Linked DNA regions of Macaca mulatta: region 1 is linked to region 2. A link is a contact called in public Hi-C data. All regions are on one chromosome and are shown on one strand. The core of a region is the stretch at or near the end of the contact, and the rest is flanking DNA. Distances in the headings are between cores, read along the strand shown. Region 1 holds the start of KIF13A (kinesin family member 13A). Region 2 holds the start of NHLRC1 (NHL repeat containing E3 ubiquitin protein ligase 1).

Evidence for each region. A called contact is a pair of places that touch in the nucleus more often than the background predicts.
Region 1: a Hi-C map of liver shows a contact between it and region 2, with 3 times the contacts expected there. The contact joins the promoter of KIF13A here to the promoter of NHLRC1 in region 2. A contact is called at or near these places in 3 of 14 Hi-C or Micro-C datasets (blood, fetal cortex germinal zone and liver).

What each region holds. Positions count from the first base shown.
Region 1 is chr4:165,089,058-165,095,635 of T2T-MMU8v2.0, forward strand. KIF13A (kinesin family member 13A) reads left to right here and starts at 2,685. Exons shown (of 39, transcript XM_078000927.1): 1 at 2,685-2,911; 2 at 3,136-3,226. The coding sequence starts at 2,857.
Region 2 is chr4:164,955,494-164,962,325 of T2T-MMU8v2.0, forward strand. NHLRC1 (NHL repeat containing E3 ubiquitin protein ligase 1) reads left to right here and starts at 1,744. Exons shown (of 1, transcript XM_001097330.5): 1 at 1,744-4,681. The coding sequence starts at 2,557. The coding sequence ends at 3,744.

The DNA.
Region 1 (6,578 bases), core at 1,435-3,934, 130 kb after region 2:
AAAAAAAAAAAAAAAGACACTAGTCATTGGATTTAGGGCCCATCCTAACCCAGTATGGCCTCATCCTAACTTAATTATTTCTGCCAAGACCCTGTTTCCAAATAAGGTCACATTCACAGGTACTGGAGGTTATGGCTTGTACATACCTTTTTGGGAGATACAAATTCAACCCTCTACAATTCCCATTGACAGAAACTGCCAGAGCAATGACTTAGCATAGGGATGGCATCTTGCTTGTGAAAAGGTCCTGGATAAAGTGAAGAATTTCAGGAATGGTGGGAGGTAATATTAAATAGGGTAGGCCAGAGTGGTTTTTTGTTTGTTTACTTGTTTGTTTTTGAGATGGAGTTTGGCTCTTGTTGCCCAGGCTGGAGTGCAACGGCATGATCTCAGCTCACCACAACCTCTGCCTCCTGGGTTCAAGCGATTCTCCTGTCTCAGCCTCCCTAGTAGCTGAGATTACAGGCATGTGCCACCATGCCTGGCTAATTTTGTAATTTTAGTAGAGATGGGGTTTCTCCATGTTGGTCAGGTGGGTCTGGGACTCCCGACCTCAGGTGATCTGCCCGCCTCGGCCTCCCAAAGTGCTGGGATTACAGGCATGAGCCACTGCGCCCAGCCTGAGAGTTTTTTGAACAATAGAATAGCATGCATGATTAACGGATAAAGTTCTAATTTTGTGAAAAATCAGTCTGGAAGCTGGATTTAGGAGTGATTAGAGGAAGGCAAAGCTAGGAAGGTTAAGAAGATGTCTTAGTAGCCCAAAAGTGAAGAGGTATGCACAGACCTAGATTCTTAGCCCCAGAAGGCTGGAAATTTCACCTCTTTCTGGGCAGCAGCCAAAAGTCTGTAGCAAAAGCCTGCAACAGTGTTTGTAACATAGTAGGGCGCTCAGAACACATTTGTTGAACAAGTGAATGGACAGGCAAAGTGAGATTGCACCAGTAGGAATGGAGAGGAGGAAAGATGAAACAGGCCCTTCAGAGGTGGACTGAGATAGCTGGCTCTACAATAAGGTGGGGCTGAAGTAGCTGTCTTCCAGTGTACACAGGGGACTGGCTCCAGGATCATCCAAAACCATTCACACTCAAATCTGACGATCAGCTCTGCAGAACCCACAAACAGGAAAAGTTGGATCTCCCATTTTTAACCTGCCAAATACTGTCTTTTCTTGTTTCTTTTTTTTTTTTTTTTTTTTTTTTTTTTGAGACAGGGTCTTGCTTTGTTGCCTAGGCTAGAGTGCAGTGGTGTGAACATGGCTCACTGCAGCCTCAACCTTCCAGGCTCAAGCGATCCTCCCACCTCAGCCGCTCCAGTAACTGAGACTACAGACACGTGCCACCATGCCCGGCTATTTTTGTAATTTTTTTTTGGCGAGATGGGGTTTCTTTACATTGCCCAGGCTGGTCTTGAACTCCTGGCCTCAAGTGATCCTCCCGCCTCAGCCTCCCAAAGTGTTGGGATTACAGGCGTAAGCCACTGTGCCAGAGCACGAATATTGTATTTTCAATTAGACTTTGGTTGAAAAAAAGCCACGTGTAAATGGACTCGTGCAGTTCAAACCCGTGTTGTTTGAGAGTCAAGGGTAGCGTCTTAACATCAGGCCCATAGCTCGGCACCTGGTGGAGGCGGACGAGGCCTCTTCTAGCACCTGCCCCACACTTTCTAGCATAATAGGTCTCCACGCCCTCTTTTCCACCTTAGCGTGTGCTTCTGCATCATGCTATGCATGTTTCTGTGTGTCCTCAACAGCACCCTGCACACAGTAAAACCTCAGTACATCTTCCAATAAGTGGATTTCTAGATTTAAGCAAAATCGAAAGATTCCTGCATCTAAACTCTGGATTTTTGACTTCTGTACGCTTCAAAATGCCTGGCACTCGGTGAGCGCATCTTAAGCACTTGTTGAACCAAACAGAATAAATCAGATTCGCCCAGTTCCGCCCTGGCAGCGAGGTCTGCATTTGGCAGGATGACAGAAACCATTGCTATTAAATTCTTATGTAAGAGTTAATGGCCCTTCCAGCCCACTTGACATCCCTCCCACGACAAGAGAGGCCGGGAAGGGAAGAGAGCACTATTTACAAACATACACTGTTTCGGTGGTGGATTCACAGATTCATTTCTAGTCTCGGTTCACCACAGAGATCTTAAAATACCGCTGCAGGCTCCGTGTGGGACAGAGGGGGCGGCGTGCCGGGGCTCGTAGGGGAAGGCCTGCCCACCCAGTGCGGCGGGCCGTGGTCCTTGCTGCCGTCCCGGGGCTCCGGGTGGCAGCGGCGCCAGAAGGCGGCTGGAGCTCACGGTATCCGGGGGGGCCCCGCGGGCGCCGGTGCAGGCTTGGCCTGGGAGGTCCCCTGGGGAAACAATGCGTCCCGCCCCGGACTGCAGCCTCCCCTAAGCGCCGCGCCGCTCGCCGCTCCCCTCACTGCCGTCCCGCCGCTCCAGGGGGCGCCGCGCGTGGCCGTGTCCGGCCTCTCCCGAGCCCCGGCGGGTGGCGGGAGCGGAACATGGCGGCGCGGGGCCCCGGGCAGCCGCGAGGGGCCGCGGCGCTGCGGTCTGCGCTGGGGCGGCGCGGGTAGAGCTGCGCCTGGGCCGGGCGGCGAGGCCTCCTCCCCGCCCGCCGCCGCCGCCGCGCCCCGCCCCGCGCGCCTGCCCCTCCCCGGGCCGCGGCCGTGCCCCGCGTCGCGCTCCCCCGGGATGGCCCGCGCGCCTCGGCGCTGCCTCTCGGAGCTCAAGGCAGAGCGGCGGCGGCCGCGCTCGGGGGGCGCGCGGCTGCAGCGGCGGCGGCGCCGCGCGTGAGGGGCCTCCTCAGGCCGAGCGGTCGCGGCGAGCGGCCGGGCTAGCGCAGCCAACATGTCGGATACCAAGGTAAAAGTTGCCGTCCGGGTCCGGCCCATGAACCGACGAGGTGAGGAGCTTTTCGCTCTTTTTTATTTCTGCTCGGGCTGAGGGCGGGGGCAACTTTGGAAACTGCGGGGCCGGGACGGCGAGAGCGCGGCCGGGGCGGAGGCGGCGTCCGCGCTGGCCGTGGTGCCCGGGGCGCCGTCTCCAGGCTCGGCAGCCTTCAGGGACGGAGCCCCGCGCGGCGCGGATGCTGGACTTTGCAACGTCCCTTTCTCTCTGTGCTTTCAGAACTGGAACTGAACACCAAGTGCGTGGTGGAGATGGAAGGGAATCAAACGGTCCTGCACCCTCCTCCTGCTAACACCAAACAGGGAGAAAGGTAAAGCGGGTTCCCAGAGGGCGGCTGGGAGGATCCAGCCTCTCGGGGTCCCGCAAGTTTGAGCCAGGAAAATGGGAGTGCTCTTTCCTATTGTTAGGAGGATGGCTTCAAGTTTGTCGCCCGCTCCTGTTTGAAGCTGTTGCAAGTCCAAGTTCCTCTCCTCCCTCGCCCGCCTTCCCCTCCATCTAGAGCGGCGGCAGGCAGGGCACCCTGGCCACAGCCAGCACCAGTCAGCTGAGTCCGGGCGGGCTGCGAGGCACCCGGGAGGGAGAGGGCCGGATGGGACCCTATAGGTGATTCGCCCAGCCGCCACATTTTACAGACAGGAAAACTGAGGCCCGAGGCCGGCAGGTGACCAGCCCACGTCCTCATTGTTCGTGGAACCCAGTGCCCGGGATTCTTTTCGTCACTGCAGCGTTCGTTTCCTTTGGCAGAATTGTTTAGGGACAGTGTGTGTAAAATGGGAGGAAAAAATAGAGCAAGTCTTGTACGATGCAGACTCAGGCTGGGCTAGTTAACACCTATTTTAGTTGTTGTTGCTGCTGAGTTGAGATAATGCCTCAATGTAATGCGCGAATTTTGATTTTCAAAGAAACAAAAGTAGGGCCCTGAACTGTATAGACACTGAGGGATGTTTAAAAAGGGGCTGTATTTACTAGATGGCAACATATTTGCATTTGAAAAGTGGTAACTGTTGGATCCTTATTATGTTCCATGCAGCAGTATGGGATAATGCCCCAAAATAATTTGAATATTTGGCATTTTTCTAGTAAGCCTCTGAGAAGAAATCGGTTGGAATTCATTCAATATAATAATGCAGTAGGTTGTGAATATATATGTGTGAAAAAACGGGATAGTTTACAAAATTAATTTTCATTGGAAAAATGAATATGAGTTTTTGTTTCCAAGAATCACCTGTTGATTGATGGAATACAATTTAGTGAATTTCGTTCTTCAGAGATTTTCACTGAAGAGAGACTCTGATGCAGGGTTTGTTACATTATTGCTTAGAGAAGCGATGCCTCCATTCTATAATGTGTGGTGTTCAAGCTCAGTTTTGCCAAATTTGGGGAAATAAATCATGAGGAGATAAGATTGGAGATTCTTTGCTTTTCGTGTTGAGCATAGCAGTTTTTATCCAGTTTGCAAACATTCTGCTACCTTTAGCAGATTCTAGTGGTGATACCAAATAGCTAAGCTATATTTAAAATGTTGTGTTTAACACTGGATGTAGTGTTTATTGTACATTGTACTGAATGTTGTTTAGTAATGGATGTATTTTTAGATGCATTTATAGCAGTGTAGATAGTATGGTATATTTCATGGTGATAGTAAGTCAACTCATTGAATACATTAAATATTTACAGATTAAATTAGATGCCCATATCACCAACGAATGTACCGCCCCAGCCCCCCGCAAACTGGGTATCGTTACATTGTTTCGGGAAAAAATTCTATTGGGTCAGATTCTTGAAAGCAGTCTGGGGGAACAGGTAGAATATTTTTTAGCTCCTGTTGTGTAGCTGCTGCTATTTTTCCTTGCTGGCTTGGCACCTGCTCCTTGTCACTCTTAACCATAAGGAGTGCGACTGTTAGCTACTGTTTAATGACATGAAGTGTTGTCATTTGTGAAGAGAAACAGATTTGATTTTGTGGAATTTGGATACAATCTATAACTGTGGACAGTTGGTTCCAAATGCTAAGTAATCAGTTGATCGTTTTCCGGGCTGAACCACGTTAGTTACTAATCAGGATCTTTTAGGTAAATATTTGAAGAGTGATTTTGGGATCTATTCATCTGCTTACTTACTGTGATAGTCTCTTATCTGGAGTTATAAAAATAGCATTGAAATATGGGTACTCTCGTGTTTTGTCCTTCTGACAGATCTAATTCTTTGAGTAGCAGATGAGCTTTCCATGGGATTCTGTCTGAGTACCGGTCATTTCGTTTACAGACAAATTGAGGAGTCAACACAACAGTGCTCCTTGTACATTAGGATGACTGTCTTTGCACAGATGAAGACACCAAATGCATTTTTATTTTCATTATGCAGCTTGGTTTCATATTTCTCCACAGACTTTTCCCTTAAAGTAACAGTGCGTTTAAAAATAGAAACAATTCCTCCCTTGGGTTCTGGGTTGATTAATTGCAGCAATGCTTCATGCTATGTTTGCAGTTCATTTCTGTCATTGGTTTTTAGATAGTGCTCAGGGCAGGGCAAAGGTGAAGAGTAGAATACTGAGAATGTTATTATTTTTCATACCTACAAGTCCAAGGTTTGAAGTGTAAGAGGTCTTTAAATGCATATTGGCAGACCTGTGTCGAATTGAGAATTACTGTTTTTCTGAAAGTTGTAAGAAATTACCAATGATTAACCATGGATAGAAATTCAAGGTTAGTGGGTGAAAGTTTTCAGTCTTACCAGTAAAAGCAAGTGAGATTGCACTGATGTCCAGGGAAAACAAACAAACAAACAAACAGATGGGGTCAACTTTCATGATTTCCCCATTTACAAAACCAAAGCCAACACTGTGTAGCAAGGACTAAAAGATCAGAGGATCTCTGAGGTTAAAGATGTTTGTTTTGTTGCTGAAATTCTAGTATTGTAATACATTGCATAGGTCCAGGTTAGTAATTGCTACGTATACTGATCACCATTCTGAAACATTAAGACATATGGATTTGTTTCTTAAAATACCATTGCATTGCTCTCCAGGAGACATGAAGTTCAGATCATTTCAATACCATGCTCAGCATAGGGGATTCTAAGATACTTGTGGATCTAGTACCTACACCAGAGTCACTCACCTTGGAGAGATAGGTGAGAGGGAGGAAAAAAATAGTTAAAATACAACGTGGTAAATTACACTGGTGTATACTTTTGCCATTTCCTGAACCACATAATTTCGAAATTCTGTTTCCTCTTCTTTCTCTCCCTTGAGGCTGTGAACTCCCTGAAGGCAGGTACCTTGTCCTACTTCTCTTTATGCCTCATGCTCCCGCATACTGGCACTTAGCAAGGGCTTAGCAAATGTGATGGGAGCATTGAGGAGGGGCTGTGGATGCTACCCAAGGTCCTGGCAACTTGCCAAGACAGGTGGTGTTTGTGTGGTCTTATGGATGCTGAGAGTACAGGTTCACTTTTGCAAGATGAGGAGAGAGTCCTTTGCCAATGAAAGTGAAAGCATACCTGCCACATGTTGCTTCTGGGTGATTGTACGTGTGTGAGTGAGGGTGTGGAGTACGATTCAGAAGCAAGGCAGTTCTGGACTGGGTGAGGTGGCTCACACCTGTAATCCCAGCACTTTGGGAGGCTAGGGTGGGTGGATCACTTGAGGCCAGGAGTTTGAG
Region 2 (6,832 bases), core at 494-2,993:
TTTTTGTATTTTTTATTAGAGACAGAGTTTCACCCTGCTAGCCAGGATGGTCTCGATTTCCTGACCTCGTGATCTGCCCGCCTCGGCCTCCCAAAGTGCTGGGATTACAGGCGTGAGCCACTGCGCCCGGCCCAAAAGCAAGATTTTTAAATAGCTGTATAATGTTGTAATGTGGCAGTACCATTATTATTTAGTCTTTCTCCTGTTATTAGAGTCAGCATTCATTCAGCAATTTAAGTACTGTTGGGTGTGCTAGCAGATAAAGGTTTATTGACTGTTGAAGATAGTCCTGTTCTCAGACATCACAGGTTGTAGGAGTAGGGGCTGAACACTGAACTTTACTATATAGCATGGTACGGCTGTCTTAGGGGTACAGGCTGTACAATCTTTGGGTCAGATGACATTTGATTAGCAAACGTTCTTTCTTGTCTTACATTAAAACTCTTTGCAGGGGCCTTAACAGGGTATAAAATGCTGTGTTTTCTCAGAAATCCAGCAAATCAGAAGGTGAACGATCATGATTATGATCTCTGAAGGAACAGAAATTCTCTGATATAAGGTTTTGTTAAGCACAATGTTCACATAAGACATTTGGGGGAGAACCCCTTAAAATAAGAGATCAGGGCCGGGCATGGTGGCTCATGCCTGTAATTGTAGCACTTTGGGAGGCTGACGCGGGTGCATCACCTGAGGTCAGAAGTTCAAGACCAGCCTGGCCAACATGGTGAAACCGCATCACTACTAAAAATACAAAACTTAGCCGTATGTGGTGGTGGGTGCCTTTAATCCCAGCTACTCGGGAGGCTGAGGCGGGAGAATTGCCTGAACCCAGGAGGCTGAGGTTGCAGTGAGCTGAGATCATACCACTGCACTCCAGCCTGGTGACAGAGCAAGACTCCATCTCAAAAAAAAAAGAAAAGAAAAAAAGAAAAAAGAAAAATGAGAGATTCATAATACCACAATGGATTCTTCACGCAGATTATGCTATCCCTTGTTTGAAGATTTTCCAACATATGGCAAATTCTCTTTGCTTTTGGTCTTCACTGAGATTGGAAAAACTGAATTTAGTGCCATTTGAAGGAATTATTATAATGCAGCGGTTCTCAAACTTGGCTGTCCATTATAATCACCTGGGGAGCTTTTATAAATCCCAGCTGTCCAGACCACACCATGGGCCAACTAAACTTTTCGGGTGTGACCCAAGTGTTTACCATGTGCAAAGAAGTTTGAAAATGACTAAAATAGGTAACTCTGAAGTCAAACTGCCTGGCTTCAAATTCCAGGCCAGCCACTTCCTAGCCATGTGACCCTAGGCAAGATATTTGATTTATGTGAACTCTATGAGAAAAAAAGATGATAAAAATAACATTTTCTTGTAGGATTGCTATGAGGTTTAAACAAGATAATCTATGTAAACTATTAAGTTGCTGCAAAAGTAATCACGATTTTTGCCATTAAAAGTGATGGCAAACACTGCGATTACTTTTGCACCAACCTAACAAAACAGGGCAGGCATATGTGAATTCTATAGGCTGGGCACAGTGGCTCACACCAGCACTTTGGGAGGCCAAGGGGTGGGGAGGATTGTGAACAATTTTCACAAGTTCAAGACCAGCCTAGACAAACACAGAGAGACCTCCTCTCTACAAAAAAATTTTAAAAATTAGCCTAGTGTGGTGGTTCATGCCTGTAGTCCCAGCTACTGAAGTGGGAGGATTGCTTGAGTCTGGGAGATGGAGGCTGCACTGAGCTGTGATCGTGCCCCTGCACTCCAGCCTGAGTGACAGAGTGAGACTTGGTCTTTAAAAAAAAAAAAAAAAAAAAAAGTTCTATGGTAATTATTATTAACTAACAGCTTTCTTATTTCATATTAATTACTCTGCAAGACACTTCCAGCGTGGTTCCCCCGTCTGACACTCATTCACCTAGTTGATTTTTTGTTGTTGTTCTATAACATTCTTTCATTCATGCACGAATTCATTTTACAAGTATGTATTCATTGACTTAACAACGAGTGTGAAAGAAGACACAAAAGAAATATACACATCTGCCTCACCTCCCTTGGAGTTTGTCTTCTCCCGTGTGCTCGTGTTTTCCAGTTCAGATCAAAAGCATCATGAGCTAGGGGACCATGTTTGATGCCTGGACAGCCCTAGCACCCAACGCTGAGGATTGGAGACACTGCTAGGTACCCGGGCTGGAAGACTGGGTTCTGGTTCTTGTTTTGGCACTTACAGGCTGGGTAACAGGGAGCAATCCTGTTGTCCTCAATAGGTGTGTTTCCTCACCTGAAAGTGTACAAAATCCATCCATGACTGATGTGACGATTACAGGTCTACACAATGCACATGTGGATTTGTCTTGCAAACGTCCACGACCAGGCCCTCAAGAAACAGTGCCGCGCATGCCCACCAAGGGGCAGCAGATCGCAGTGCAGAGGCCCGCGGCGCTTGACGTCAGGGCGCACGTCCCACCCCGTGACCGTGACTGTGACCGTGACCAAGAGCGTCTCTGGGACACGGCCGGGCGGCGCGGCGGGAGTGCACAGGACCCGCCATGGCGGCCGAAGCCTCGGAGAGCGAGCCGGCTCTGCAGGAGCTCATGCGCGAGGCGGAGATCAGCCTGCTGGAGTGCAAGGTGTGCTTTGAGAAGTTTGGCCACCGGCAGCAGCGGCGCCCGCGCAACCTGTCCTGCGGCCACGTGGTCTGCCTGGCCTGCGTGGCCGCCCTGGCGCACCCGCGCACGCTGGCCCTCGAGTGCCCATTCTGCAGGCGAGCCTGCCGGGGCTGCGACACCAGCGACTGCCTGCCGGTGCTGCACCTCATAGAGCTCCTGGGCTCAGCGCTTCGCCAGTCCCCGGCCGCCCACCGCGCCGTCCCCAGCGCCCCCGGAGCCCTCACCTGCCACCATACCTTTGGCGGCTGGGGGACCCTGGTCAACCCCACCGGACTGGCGCTTTGTCCCAAGACGGGGCGGGTCGTGGTGGTGCACGACGGCAGGAGGCGTGTCAAGATTTTTGACTCTGGGGGAGGATGCGCGCATCAGTTTGGAGAGAAGGGGGACGCTTCCCAAGACATTAGGTATCCTGTGGATGTCACCATCACCAACGACTGCCATGTGGTTGTCACTGACGCCGGCGATCGCTCCATCAAAGTGTTTGATTTTTTTGGCCAGATCAAGCTTGTCATTGGAGGCCAATTCTCCTTACCTTGGGGTGTGGAGACCACCCCTCAGAATGGGATTGTGGTAACTGACGCGGAGGCAGGGTCCCTGCACCTCCTGGACGTCGACTTCGCGGAAGGGCTCCTTCGGAGAACTGAAAAGTTGCAAGCTCATCTGTGCAGTCCCCGAGGGGTGGCAGTGTCTTGGCTCACGGGGGCCATTGCAGTCCTGGAGCACCCCCTGGCCCTGGGGACTGGGGTTTGCAGCACCAGGGTGAAAGTGTTTAGCTCAAGTATGCAACTTGTCGGCCAGGTGGATACCTTTGGGTTGAGCCTCTATTTTCCCTCCAAAATAACTGCCTCCGCTGTGACCTTTGATCACCAGGGAAATGTAATTGTTGCAGATACCTCTGGTCCCGCTATCTTTTGCTTAGGAAAACCTGAGGAGTTTCCAGTACTGAAGCCCATGGTCACTCATGGTCTTTCCCATCCTGTGGCTCTTACCTTCACCAAGGAGAATTCTCTTCTTGTGCTCGACACAGCATCTCATTCTATAAAAGTCTATAAAGTTGACTGGGGGTGATGGGCTGGGGTGGGGCCCTGGAATCAGAAGCACTAGTGCTGCCATTAATGAATTGTTTAACCCTGGATAAGTCACTTAAACTCATCTATGCAGGCAGGGATAATTAAAACTGTCTGGTAGACTTACAAAGCTTAGGACAATTATTAGAGATTAATCTACCATTTATTGAATGCATACTCTTTGTGCAAGGAAATTTGCAAATATTAGCTCATTTAATCCATACTATCCAGTGAGGTAATTTTTTTCCCCCCCGAGATAGAGTCAAGCTCTGTCACCCGGGCTGGAGTGCAGAAACATGATCACAGCTCACTACAGTTTCAACTTCCACCGCTCGGGTGATCCTTCCACCTCAGCCTCCCAAGTAGCTGGGACCACAGGCGTGCGTTACCACATCCAGCTAATTTTTGTATTTTGATAGAGATGGGGTTTCATCATGTTGCCCAGGCTGGTCTCAAACTCCTGAGCTCAAGCAATCCACCTTCCTCGGCCTCCCAAAGTGCTGGGATTACAGGCATAGCCACCTTGCCTAGCCATAATTTTTATTATTAATCTCATCGTGCAAGTGAGAAAACTGAAACCCAGAGAGCTTAAGTGACTTCCTCGAGGTCATAGTTACTTACTGCCATAGTCACAATTTGAATTCAATTCTGATTCCAACTAAGTTGTGCTTAAATAAGATAGCAGATGTGGGGAAAAGTAGGTGAATGAATAGTGTTGCTATGTGTACTGTCTCTACAAGTAGCTAATTATTTTAGCACAAAGATGTGCAAAGAAAGGAGACTTTATGGAGCGTTCAGGAGAAAAAGGATTTTGTGGTGGCCATCACTTTCATTCAATTTGTGACTGCTCTGATGGCACATTAGATGAAGTTACTGTTGATCCTGAATTACGTGAATAAGAAAAACAATTGAACTGCTTATTAAAAAGGTAAACATGTCTTGTAATGCCTATATCTTCTCCACTATACATACTCAGAAAATAACACTTGGTTGTTTGAGAAAGGCCTATATTTACATAAGTTCTAAACTATTGCAGAACACACTACATACTATTGTCAGAGGGCCAGATGACGCTCCTGTTACATGTTTATGTTACATATTTATGGGTTTGTTTGTTTGTTTGTTTGTTTGTTCTTAGACATGGTCTTGCTCTGTTGCCCAGGCTGCAGTGAAGTGGAGTAATCACTGCTCACTGCAGTCTCAACGCCCTGGGCTCAAGCGATCCTCTTGCCTCAGCAACCTGAATAACTGGGACTAGAGGTGTGTCACCATGCCCAGCTAATTTTTAATTTTTTCGTAGAGATGGGATCTTGCTTTGTAGCCCAAACTGGTTTCAAGCTCCTGGGCTCAAGCGAGCCTCCTATCTTGGCCTCCCAAAGCACTGGGACTATGAGCCACTGTGCCTCACCCATGTAAAGTAAAAGTGAGAGCCTAACTCCCATGCCAGTCCACAAAAACCCATTTTGTTGTCAATGCTCTCATCATATAGCACTAATAGTAAGATTTGGGGCACCCTAGACCACGATTTATAAATGCATTCTAAACAGAAGTTCTATGGACAAATCTCTTGTCCCCACATGCACATATCCCACCATTAAAGTCACCCCTAGGTTGGTGACTTCACGGGTGTTCTGAATACATACCAAGAAACATTCCAAGTGGAGATGTGAATTCAGACTTATTTGGTCATTTATGAATAGAGCAACTGAGGACAGATCTTAGACCATTTTCCTTAAGAACAATGACAGTTTAATGATTTTAGGATTAGTAGAGCCAATTCAAAAGATTTTTCTCTTTGGAATTATTAATGGCATCGTCTCTGATTATAAAGCTGGACATGTGTCCTTTTCAGACAGCAGTCATGATAAAGGTGTGGAATATGCAATGCAGGGAGGTATGTGAGCAAGGTAGCATTGCTGGTCATCATGTGGATTACCTGACTTCAAGAATCAGGTGCGCATCTGTGAGATGATGTGGGAGTGTATCAGACCTGTGATAACAAGCCATCTTAGTAACTGGTATCTTTCCTTGGTAGATTATCAGGCTTGGGACTGGAATGGGGCTGGATGCACAACATAAAAAGAACTGTATAAAGCAGCACTTCCCAGGAATGTCCTAGGACAGGAGCAGAGTTTCCTTGAGGAAGACACGAAGCTTGTTGTTCTTGATTATCAGGCACACACGTGCTGAGAGAATAGTTTCAGTGACTTGTAAGGCAGATGCAAAATTCATCTTCCAGACTGTGTTCTTTTTTTTTTTTTTTTTTTTTTTTTTTTTTGAGACAGAGTCTGGCTCTGTTGCTCAGGTTACAGTACAATGGTGCAATCTCTGCTCACTGCAACTTCTGCCTCCCAGGTTCAAGCTATTCTCCTGCCTCGGCCTCTGCAGCAGCTGGGATTACAGGCACCCACCATCATGCCCAGCTAATTTTTGTATTTTTAGTAGAGATGAAGTTTCACCATGTTGGCCAGACTGGTCTCAAACTCCTGACTTCAAGTGATCCACCTGCCTCGGCCTCCCAAAGTACTGGGATTACAGGCATGAGCCACCGCACCCAGCCAGACTGTGTTCTTTAAAGCAAGCTGGTTAAAAGGCTTGAGATATGTCATGCTGAACTCCAGGTTATTGAAGAAATTGGAGAATTCTGAGACAGGCAGGAAAAAATAACCCCAGCAGAAAGTAAAAGCTTCCAAGGTGATGAAGAAGGTTTGGAATGACTCGCAGAGGTTGAAACAAAAGAACGTGCCCAGGAGTAAAGGGAGAAGGAAAAGAAAATAGGCTCTTCCAGAATATCCCCCATGGCCTGCCTGGTGAGTCCATAAAAGCAAACACAGACACTTTGGCTCCTGTGTCAGCAGTTCTCATATCACCCTCCATCTATTCCAATTTTGCCCAATTCCCAATCCTTCGATTGTCTCCTGCTTTTGACCTTGTTCCACCCTCTGGACTTGCCGCCTGGAGTTGGTTTTCTCAATCTCTTTCCTTGGCATTTTGTAAAGACCTTGGTTCATATTCGTAAATCTCCCCTCTAGCAAATCTAGCTCTGGACCCCAGGACCCAGACCATCACGATTTTGCTAGTGCCTTATG